Linked DNA regions of Mus musculus: region 1 is linked to region 2. The links are chromatin contacts, called in public Hi-C maps. All regions are on one chromosome and are shown on one strand. The core of a region is the stretch at or near the end of the contact, and the rest is flanking DNA. Distances in the headings are between cores, read along the strand shown. Region 1 holds the start of Fbxo32 (F-box protein 32). Region 2 overlaps Derl1 (Der1-like domain family, member 1).

What was found. A called contact is a pair of places that touch in the nucleus more often than the background predicts.
Region 1: a contact with region 2 is called in a Hi-C map of CD4 T cells, with 4 times the contacts expected there. A contact is called at or near these places in 2 of 39 promoter capture datasets (liver and pre-B cells) and 1 of 484 Hi-C or Micro-C datasets (CD4 T cells).

Annotation. Positions count from the first base shown.
Region 1 is chr15:58,212,387-58,217,462 of GRCm38.p6, forward strand. Fbxo32 (F-box protein 32) reads right to left here and starts at 2,506. Exons shown (of 9, transcript NM_026346.3): 1 at 2,110-2,506. The coding sequence starts at 2,225.
Region 2 is chr15:57,877,209-57,882,430 of GRCm38.p6, forward strand. It overlaps Derl1 (Der1-like domain family, member 1), which reads right to left. Exons shown (of 8, transcript NM_024207.4): 3 at 2,792-2,856; 4 at 1,841-1,867; 5 at 1,277-1,372; 6 at 210-262. Among named protein-coding and RNA genes, the nearest start is that of Derl1, 13 kb to the right of the region's middle.

The DNA.
Region 1 (5,076 bases), core at 1,256-3,755, 340 kb after region 2:
CTCTTCTGCTGTGGAAGGAGGGGATTGTTTATGGTTGCTGGGGGAAAAAAATACCCTGCAAACAGTCAGCTGCTCTGCTGAGAGGCAGATGACCAAACCATTCCTCAACTGTGACTCAGCAAAGGACCACAGGTGGCCAGTGTATTGATCACTGCTGAGACCATGATGACTGAGAGTGACTGCTTCAGCTCCCAGGTGTGACCCACAAGAAAAGAAAGCGGATCAGGAAGGGACAAAAGGACAGGGTTTTGTTTTGTTTTCTGTATAGCCCTGGCTGTCCCAAAACTCAACTCTGTAGACCAGTCCTAGGCCTCAGACTCAGAGATCCAGCTGCCTCTGTCTCCCAAGTACTGGGATTAAAGGCGTGCGCCACCACCGGGCCTCAGAGGCAGATTTAACTTCTTCAGATATTTTGGAATAGGGAGAGTGAGGTGTCCTATTTCTGTCTCATGGAGCAAGGATGGAGTGAGCATCCAGATGAGATGGGGTCTCTCCAGTTTAGTTCCCAGCCTGCTGAAACACAGCGGGCTGTTATCCTATTTTACTAGGGGAAGTCAAGATAATGCAGTGGGCTGGACCCCTGCTGCGTCATCCTGGAAAGAAGCTAAGCTTTTTATACAGAAACAAAGAGCTGGGATGTTAGATTCAGGCTCCGAAGATGGATGGTTCCAAGGAGGAGAACGCTTCTGGTGCACCCCCTTCTCACTTAGTTGAGGAAAAAGTATTAGGTATAACCGTTAACTTCATTCGCTGGGAAACAGTCAGGTGACAATGGTTGGTAATTTATCTGATTTTCTGTGAGTAAGAGTTCTTTAGAGTGTTCTAAACTCCCCTGGGACTTGCAAAAAAAAAAAAAGGACCTAACACAAGGCTAATATATTTGATTCTCCTGGAAGGCCCTAAGTTCAGGGAACTGTTTCACCTCATTAGGAGACAAAGGGAATTCAAGCATTACAAATCACAAACAAATGGGAGGCCCTGGAGGTCCCACTGGTTTCTTGATAATTAATTACCAAACCTTTATTCAAGCAACCATTGGCAAATCTCACTCAGCGTCACCTGGCACACTCACAAAAGTCTCTGTTGAAGTCAGCTTAGGGATGCAGGTTGTGTGTGTGTGTGTGTGTGTGTGTGTGTGTGTGTTAATCAAAGGACAGTGGGAGGAGAGAGCACCGAAAGGTGACTTCAACTGCACCAGCGCCTCCAAACAAACTTCTGTCGGTTCCTCAGGTGTCTCAGGGAGTCAGCTGTCCAGGCTGGGGATTGATTCTTGACCTGATACTCTATGAGTGGGCACTTGTTCTGACCTCAGATTTCACTAGACAGCGGAGCTCAGGTGAAACTTCAAGTCTGGGTGGTCTTTCTGCAGCGGGCAGGCACCACTAAGGATGGGAGTGTGCTCACGGTATAAAGACCGAAAGGGCCACGGAGGAAACAGGTGCAAGTGTCTGGTCCTTCCTGAAGCAGAGCACTGTTCTTGCATTTCTTCCCTGCCTCCCTCCGCAGCCCCTAAGCGTTACCACAACGACCCACTCCGCAAGCTGTCCCGGGGCCCATCGGCTGCCCCTCCCAGTCACTTTTTTTTTTTCTCGGCCCACTCAGCCGTCGACTGCGCGTGGGAAGAGCCTTCAAGCACTCATGGCAGGGCCCGTCATCCGGCTTGTGACTACTACCGCTCTTGTACTCTTGGGGTCCTGTCATAGGACAGTGAAAGGCAAACAGCCAAGTCGCTAGCACCCACTTAAAACAGTGACTGCAATTGCGGGATCTAAAGGAAGAGTCCATGAGTTGTGCGCCTGTGTTCAAGTGTTTAGGGACATAATCCCCTATTGCCAGATTGAGGGATCCTGGGTTCTGTATGGGATCTTTTCTGCTGGGAGACACTGTCCTTGATCAGGAGGAGACACTAAATTACCCATCTCTCGGGTTCTGGCGACCTTTACCGAAATCCCGGCACCTCACTCCTGTCCCTTCAGTCGGAAGCCCCCTCTTTATTCTGGCCCAGACCTGCTTGCCCTCCTTCACCTGCCCCTGAGGTGTGCACTTCCCCCTCGTCCCCGACCAGCTAAAATCAGTTTTGTGGGGCTGGAAGTCGGCGAATGTCCTCACCTGCTGAGGTCGCTCACGAAGCTGCCGCTTTTCTCATCCAAGAAGCGCTTCCAGCCGTCCGCCGTCTTCACCCAGCTCTGGCCCGGGGACCGCCAGTCCTGCCCAAGGAACGGCATGGTACAGAGCGCGGACGCGACCGACGGACGGGACGGATTGACAGCCAGGAACCGGCCTGGCTTGCCCAGGGTATGCGGCGCGTTGGGAAGATGCTGGGGAACGACGCAGGCGGCGACCGGGACAAGAGTGGGTCAACTAGTGTGGAGGGCTGCGGATCCTGGGTGGGCGCGGGGATCCTTGCACTCACAGGGGCGCAGGCGTTGGGGAAGGTCGCCTCCTGACTCTGGGAATGCTGAGCGGCTGCCCGAGCGCAGTATTTATCCCGGGCCGCTGCCCCGTCTCTTTGTTGCCGGAAGAGCCGCCTGCTCTTAGCCCGCCCCCCCCCCCCCGCGCCCCGAGGCCACGTGGCTTTGTTTATAGGCTCGCCTTGTTTTCCGAGGCGCCCGCGGCTCTCGCTCTGCTCGCAGTTGCACAACCTTGCGTCCGTGGAAACTTGAAGCCGCATGGCCAGGCCAGATGTCCCGCTGACCCTCGGTGCCCTGGCACCTCTGCACCTCCCCTACTCCCCCATCAGGCGTAGCTGTCGCCACCAAGATCCTGGTCTTGCACTCGGCACTAGGTCCCCTCTACGGGTCCCGGACAAGCAGGGTGTAGCAAGGAAGCCTAGAGAGTTGGGAACTGTCAGTCCCAGAGGGTCTGGAAGCTGCGGGACCGATCTTTGCAGGCAGATCAGCCTTGGGGGAGGCCAGAACGTCTGGGGACGGGTAGGGGTGCATTCTTTGAACCTCTCTTACTGCCAGTACCGACTCCAGGCGCCAGGGTGTGCTAAGTGAAAGAGGGGACCCAGTGCGGTAGGGGCGGGGAGGGACTACCCCCACTCCTTCCGCCTTAAAGCTGTCATTTGATGCGTTTGCTGTCAAGCTCGACTACCCCAGTGGCAAAGGAAGGGGAAAGAAGAGGCCCCCGCAGCGTCCGGACCCCATGGCGTTGAAGTGAAGAGCTGAGACAGTCTTGGGTCCCACTCTGAGGGACTCTGGGCAAGCAGCGCTGGCGTCGAGGCGCCTGGCTCAGAACAAAGCCTCCAGGGTCGTGGAGTCAGGAAGGAGTCTCAGGCTACACTCGCTGCTCCAGTGCCCCAGGGTTGGGCTTTTTTGGCTGTGGAACCACAGGAACCCTTCTTTCTCTTCCTTTACGCAGAGTTCAATTCCTGGTGTTCTCTGATTTCTAGCTATAAAGTCCTCCTGGGTTTCACGGCCGCTTCAGAAAGGGAAGAGAGTCTGTTAAGAGCTTATCTCTCCTAACACGAGGGGGTGGCCAGTCTGTTTTTCAGGTGAAAGGCTGTGGGGTCCTCAGAGAGGGTTAAGTCCGTGATTACCTAGGGTCTTATGCTACTTCTCAACTCAGAGCGATCCTCCCTGTTATGCAGAACATAACTCCCTTTTAGTCTAGAGACATCTCAGCCCAGTGCCTTACCACCAGGCACAGAATTGGCCATTCATAACCATCCCATCTTCCTCCATCCTCTGAGAGAGTGTGCATTTGTGTGCCCGCGGTGGGCAGAGGTCAATGTCAGGTGTCTTCCTTGCTCACGTTTGTCCCTATTTATCTTTGGGTCAGACTCACTGAGCCTGGAGCTCTCTATTGTCTGTACTGGCAGGCCGATGAACCTCTGATTCTTTGGATTTTGTCTCCCAGCACCAGGATAAAGATATAGGTGCTTTAATGGGTTGGTTTGTTTGTTTGTTTGCATGGGTGCTGGGGGTCTGAGCTCAGGTCCTCAAGACTGTTCATCAAGCACTGTGTCCATGGAGACACTGTTAATCGTGATTTGCACGGGGAGGGGGTGGGCAATTCTACCACGTTGAGGCAAATTTGAAGCAAGCTTTAATTAAATACTGACCAGGATAAATTTTGGTCAGGACCACTCTCTGGAATTCCCAGCGTGGCGGCCCCTAGACATGTTTTACAGAGGCTTTGAAGGCCATTGTATTTTCCCAGGTGGCTTTGATATTTTCCAAGGACTACAACTCCCAGCATTCTAAGGAATTACCTAGTCCTTGTTCTTTGGCCGGTGGGGCTTGCAGGTTAATTTTTGGGTCTTATGATATCTCTCTACCAAATCAACTCACCAGTCTCTCCATAGGCAATTCTTGTGTGAATAAGTGACTACTGCTTTAGGGTGACTTCTGGCCTCCCATCATTACTAGTCAGACCTGGGAAGTCACATTCATCTGGACCTACGGTGGCACTGGGCAGAAGCAGAGAAATAAAAGCATGCTAGAGAATTAGCTTCCAGTTCTTTTCTTCCACAGCCCTGCCTCTGTAGCCAGTGGCAGTGTCTCTTCTACTGTGCCTTGAGGCTGGATAGGCCGAGGAACCGAGTGTGTCTTGTGGGTTCTGTGTTGCAAGGGGGAAGGAGATGTTTTTAATAAAGTCTGTCTTCAAGTAGCCAGGATTTTCTGAGTTTGGTTTCCCACCATAAATAATTTATTAGTGCAGCAATAATAAAAATGGCTTGTAAAAGGCCCGCAGAAGATCCCAAACAAATGTTAAAACACCAACCAGGCTAAGAGATGAGGCAATGCTGGGGCTGAGCTTTTTGGGGGGAGAGCTGATATCGGCAAGAGAATACAATTAAGGGATGCAGTTATTAAAGATGTAGGGGGCTCCTTCCAGGGAGAAACCACAGGGGTCCAGAAGACAGAGGATTTGAGTCCAATTCTACGAAAGCAGCTTGCGCTTTGGTGGATGAACAGCAAGAGGCTCCGGGTACTCAAGGCGATGTTGTCGGAGGCAGAGATGCCGGCCTTTCAGATCATTTAGAAAGTGAAGTAGTTGGGGGCTATTAGTGCCGTTTTTTCTCTTCCCTCTTTGTAGTAGGTATATGTAGCTACACTTTCGACCTGGCAA
Region 2 (5,222 bases), core at 28-2,527:
GTGACAAGCTAACAAAATGATAGCCATCCAATGTCAAAGGTGCTTACATCCTGTAGTGCAACCAATTATATCCAAACACCTTTCTCTCTAAGGTTCTAACATATCAACACTCAGTCTTTAAAGTCTTTAAAAGCCTAAGAAAGGAAAATAAAAATGAATCAAGTTTCCCAAGGATTAGTCTCCAGATAAATAAATCTAACATTACTTACGAGCCTCCAATGATATAGTTGAATCCAAGGATAACCCAAGGTAAGTAACAGGCCTAGGAAAGAGGACACAGATGTGAACAGCCGAGTCTGAAAACACATGGCACCTGGGGAACTGAAAATGGGGAGAAAGTAGTGACCAGGGCTTTACAGAAATCACTAGGTCACTACAAAATTTCTCAAATCTAAGGCCGGCCCTACTGCACTTACATCTTCCTATCTAAAACTAAACTTATTTGTCCTACTAAGTTAATATTCACAAGGAAACTAACAAGTATCTTATGGATGACAGTAAAAACACCCCAAACAGAACCACTGGAAGACTTCAAAAGCGATTGTTATAAGTAATTAACTTGAATTTTTATCTAACATTGTGTGTGAATGTCCTGAACTAACAGTCTCCCAACAAGATATTAGGGTTCCAGATCTGACACCCTAGACCAAACTTAAGCTGAGTGAACTTCAATGGAACTTCAGAAACTAGTAAAAGGGAGCTTAAAAATAGTTATGAGTCTAACTGGGGTAAGTAGTAGCCCGCAGACTAGACAAGTCTAACTCCAGCCAGGAGCTCAAGCAACATTCAGTTCTATAATTACAGGTCGTCGTTACAGGTAGAAAACAGCAAACTCCAGGAACATAGGGGGTGCTATTCTAGGTACAGTATGTGGCACCTAATAGGAAGTGCAGGAGTGACAAAAAGATTAGAAATCGCGGGTTTCTGCATGTTGTCTCTCTTGTAATCCCTCTTGTGTGCTCGACCCCTCTCTCTCTCCACACACACACACACACACACACACACACACACACACACACACACACACACACACACACACACACACGATCACTGAGGGGCATATCCCTGAAGAGGCTTAGAGGGTTTGGAAGTAACAACAGCAAGGGATGCTGGGATGCTAGGAGCAGGACTGAGGAGGGGGAGGCAGACGCCTGCCTGTGGTACACTACTCTGCAGCGACCCCTTCTGGAAGTGTCAGAAGGTACACATCTGAGCTCAGGCAAGATTACCACAGACTAAGTTCCACTGAGCTATATATTCCTCAGAGGTAAACTACCTTAAATCGCGTTCCGAACCAGAACGACACGATCAGGTCTCTGTTCAGCTGGGCCCAGACGTAGAGCACTGACATGATCAGAGGGATCATCAGCAGCTGCAAAGGAAGTCAGGACAGGAAGCTCAGCGCCACAGGCACGAAACAAGGCTTAATGTGACTGCCTGCCTATCCTGCCCACCTCCCAAACTGCACAGGAAACCCTAATGTCACAATCACAAACTAACCGCATTATTTATCATACAATGAATGCCATAAAAATCTATGATCAATACATGAACTCAGAAACATCAGTTCAAGCTGTTATTTGAAGGAAAAAAATATTTTCCTTAACTATCTAATCTATTTTCAATGAATACATAACCCCACACACACCCAGGAAATACTGCATAACCATTACTCTGAGCATTCAAGCATAAGCCAGAAATGAACAAGGAAGCCAATGGTTAGATATGCCTACAAGAGCCTCAAAGGCTTAGCTAACAGTATAATCAGTTCTCATTCTATGCATTCAATGTAATCCCAACTTCTGAAACATACAGAAGGGCAAATAGTTGAAAGTCTTACCTGCATATCCATTGCTAAGCCAGTAATCTTGGTTTGTAAAGTCAAGGATCATATGCAGAAAGTATTCTATAGATACCAAGGCTGAGCTGCTCATTTCTCTCCAGTGAACGTCACTACACTGTTCCAAAGGAAAACACTTTCTAACTATCAGATTACTCAAGATATAGGAACACACAAAAGTTCTGATCACTGCAGAAATATCCACTCGCCAGTACAGTCAGTAGAGCAGGAGACATGGAAATGAACAGCCTCACCATGACCTGCTCACCTGGTATCTTCTTCTACACCCTACTACTATTTTACTATTTAGCATTCAACTACAGGATAGACAGATCTGTGCATTTGAAACAAATGCTTACACTCAGGGACAGCTTTTTTTTTTTTTTTTTTTTTTCTCCATTCTCTTAAAGGAGAGGGAGTATTCCAGGCCTTTATGTTTCTGGCTCTTGATCAACTTTAAACAGTCGTCAGGTCCAACTGTTTGCTTATCAATAGTGCCTCACACAGAGATAGACCATGCCCAGAGGGGGGTGCTTTATGGACTAGATTGTTATTTAGGACCAAAAGATGGACAGCAACGAAGTCATGAAATGATGCTGGCTGTAAATTAATTTCTGGAAAGAACCAGAAAGCTGTCTTGTGGCTGGCATGGAATATCTGTGCTTCAGTCAACAAACTGTCATCCCAGGGAACACAGAGAACTGGGCTCAAGGAGACAGCAATAAAATTCCACTGAATATGGATAAAAATCCCAGAGACTCCAGTGAGAGAAGGCATCTCCAAAACATGGGATTTACCCTGGCTTCAAAGACAGAACCTGATATTCTCATTATTAACTATAGTTTTTAAAAGGTATCAAAACTGATTTAAATCGTTTTTAGAATACTATTTCCCAAAACCTTAAAAGGGAAGTAGGGAGTTCATTATGGCCTGAGCAGCCCTGAAGGATACAACGATGCAGATCCAGTTAAAGAGAAGCATGAATAAATAGTCTGCTGGCCTCCCGTCAAAAGCTCCTGGAAACAAACACAAGGCAAACATCAGGCTTTAGAACTGGGGAACAAAGTAGCCTCTACAGAGAAAAATACTTTAAAAATAATACTGAAGACATTTAACATCACTTCTTTAAAACAAAAAGTGTGACCTTTGGGACATAGGAGCACCTATCTGCAAAACAGAGGACTAAGCAGGATAGCGTGGACGACTCCTCTCTACGGCAATGCTCACAGCAGCACTAGTCACGGCAGCCACGAAATGGATTAAACCAAGGGCCCATCAACATTATCTATATAACTGACAACAATGAGGGATGAACTACATCTACATGCTACGTAGGAGAACCTTAAAATGACACTAAGTAAAAGAAACAGTCACAAAAGATCACAGATGGTATGATCCTATCACAATTATTACAAGAAATTACTAGTACAGGCGACTCTAAAAAGCAGAAAGGGAACAGAAGTTTCCTATGGCTTGCATGGAAGATGGATTGAAGGAAATGGGCAATACTAACAGATATAGACTTTAGAGGCAAAGAAATGTTGTAAATGGATTATGATAATGGCTGCACAATTCTACAAACGTATTAACTGAATTTAAACTCAAATGAGGAAGCTAGATGGGATGTAAGATTAACATCCTCCACTGGAATCCATGGAAGATGGGAGCTGAGAGCTTCCCTGTATACTAAAACCTACAAATATCCACAATCCTTAGATAAAATGGTATAATATTTGCATAGAACCTAGATATTCTGACCTATACTGTAAGATAGATCACATTCCCTATGGTCCCTTTTACAATGTAAATTGTGTACCACCAGTTGCTACAATGTGTTGTTTAATAAGTAATGACAAGGAGGAAACTGTACAAGTTCAGTAGACTTATTTTCCAGCTATTCCAAATGTTTCAGGCAGCTGACTCATGACACAGAACCCACAGATAAAGAGAGCAACTTTTTATCTCAAAGAAACTGTTTCAAAAGTGCCTCTCAGTTTCAACATTCCAGAGCGCTCTGACTGGAAATAAAGGGAAGCAACTTCTAAAGATAAAAGCAAACAAAACCAACCAGTCATCTAGCACGGCAGGTTCTCTTGCCTGTTTTTCATACACAAAATATTACAGCAGCTTACGTTATCTGACCAAGTTAATAAAGTGGGTAAATGGACTCAAAAACACAGATAAACAAGAGCAGAAGGTGGCCAGAGAATCTCACAATTATATCAGATCTAGCTCCACATCAGAAAGAGTCCTTAAGGCCTGACTTCAGAGCTATGCTGGGTAGCAATGAGTGAAAGAGAATTATATGTGACATTCTGCTTCAAATAACCAAGGCAAGAGCGCTGATACAGACAAAACCAGATATGATGGGGGGACGACAGTCAAGGAGACTCACACCAACATATACCACAATATGAGTGAATTGTAACAGGAGTCTGCACTAACAAAGCCAACACTGAGTTAAAGAAGCTGGTCACAAACTACATTAAACATGGCCCACACAGGCAAATCCACACAGGAAGTAGACTGGTAATAGCCAGGAGCTGGGGGAGGGGTACTTTGGGTCTACTACAGGGGTGCTAATGAAAACATTGTGAAATTAAATTGCTGTGATGGTTACAAAAGCGTTAAAAAAAAACACTGAATCATAGGCTCACAAAAGGTTAAAATGTGATGTGAGATGAATTTTTCTCAGTAAGAAGAAAAAGGTTCACTGGTCTTTTTCTCTAAGAAGACCCTGTATATGTTTACATTTTCCATAGGAAAAGCTCACAGCTTGTCACGGATCAGCCACACTTCACCCAGTATGTACTACACTGGTGTTTAAAGTAAGAGCTACTCCAACAACTTCATCATCACTTAGACGAAATGGAAGAGCAGAATGCTAAGCGACTGCTCCTCACTGCTCTACTCAGCACTACCACCAAGAACTGAACAAGGGAGAGTGAAACCCAAAGGTTCTGGGAGGCAGGAGAGCCCTGGTACACTTCAGGAGGGCTCTGGTATGGTGGTGGGGCCTAGCACATTTATTGGGGGGGGGCGGTATGTGTGTGTATGGTATGGGCATGTACATTAGTGTGCATACAAACAGAGGTCAGAGGATAACTTGCTGGGAGTCAGGTCTACACTTGCACCATGTGGGCTTCAGGAAATTGAATTCAGGTTGTCAGCCTTGGTGGCAACAGCTGTGAGACAGAGGCAAATTTTCAAACACTTGAGCAGACTCTTAAGGACGATTCAGAAACCTGACCTAAGCAAGAGCCAGCAGTTGTATAAAAATCTCTGAAGTCAGCCAACTTTGCAAATCACTTACATTTAACAAAAGTGGATCTGTATTTTGACTAGGGTATCAATTTACTGCTTCCTTGTATAAGCAACTCAA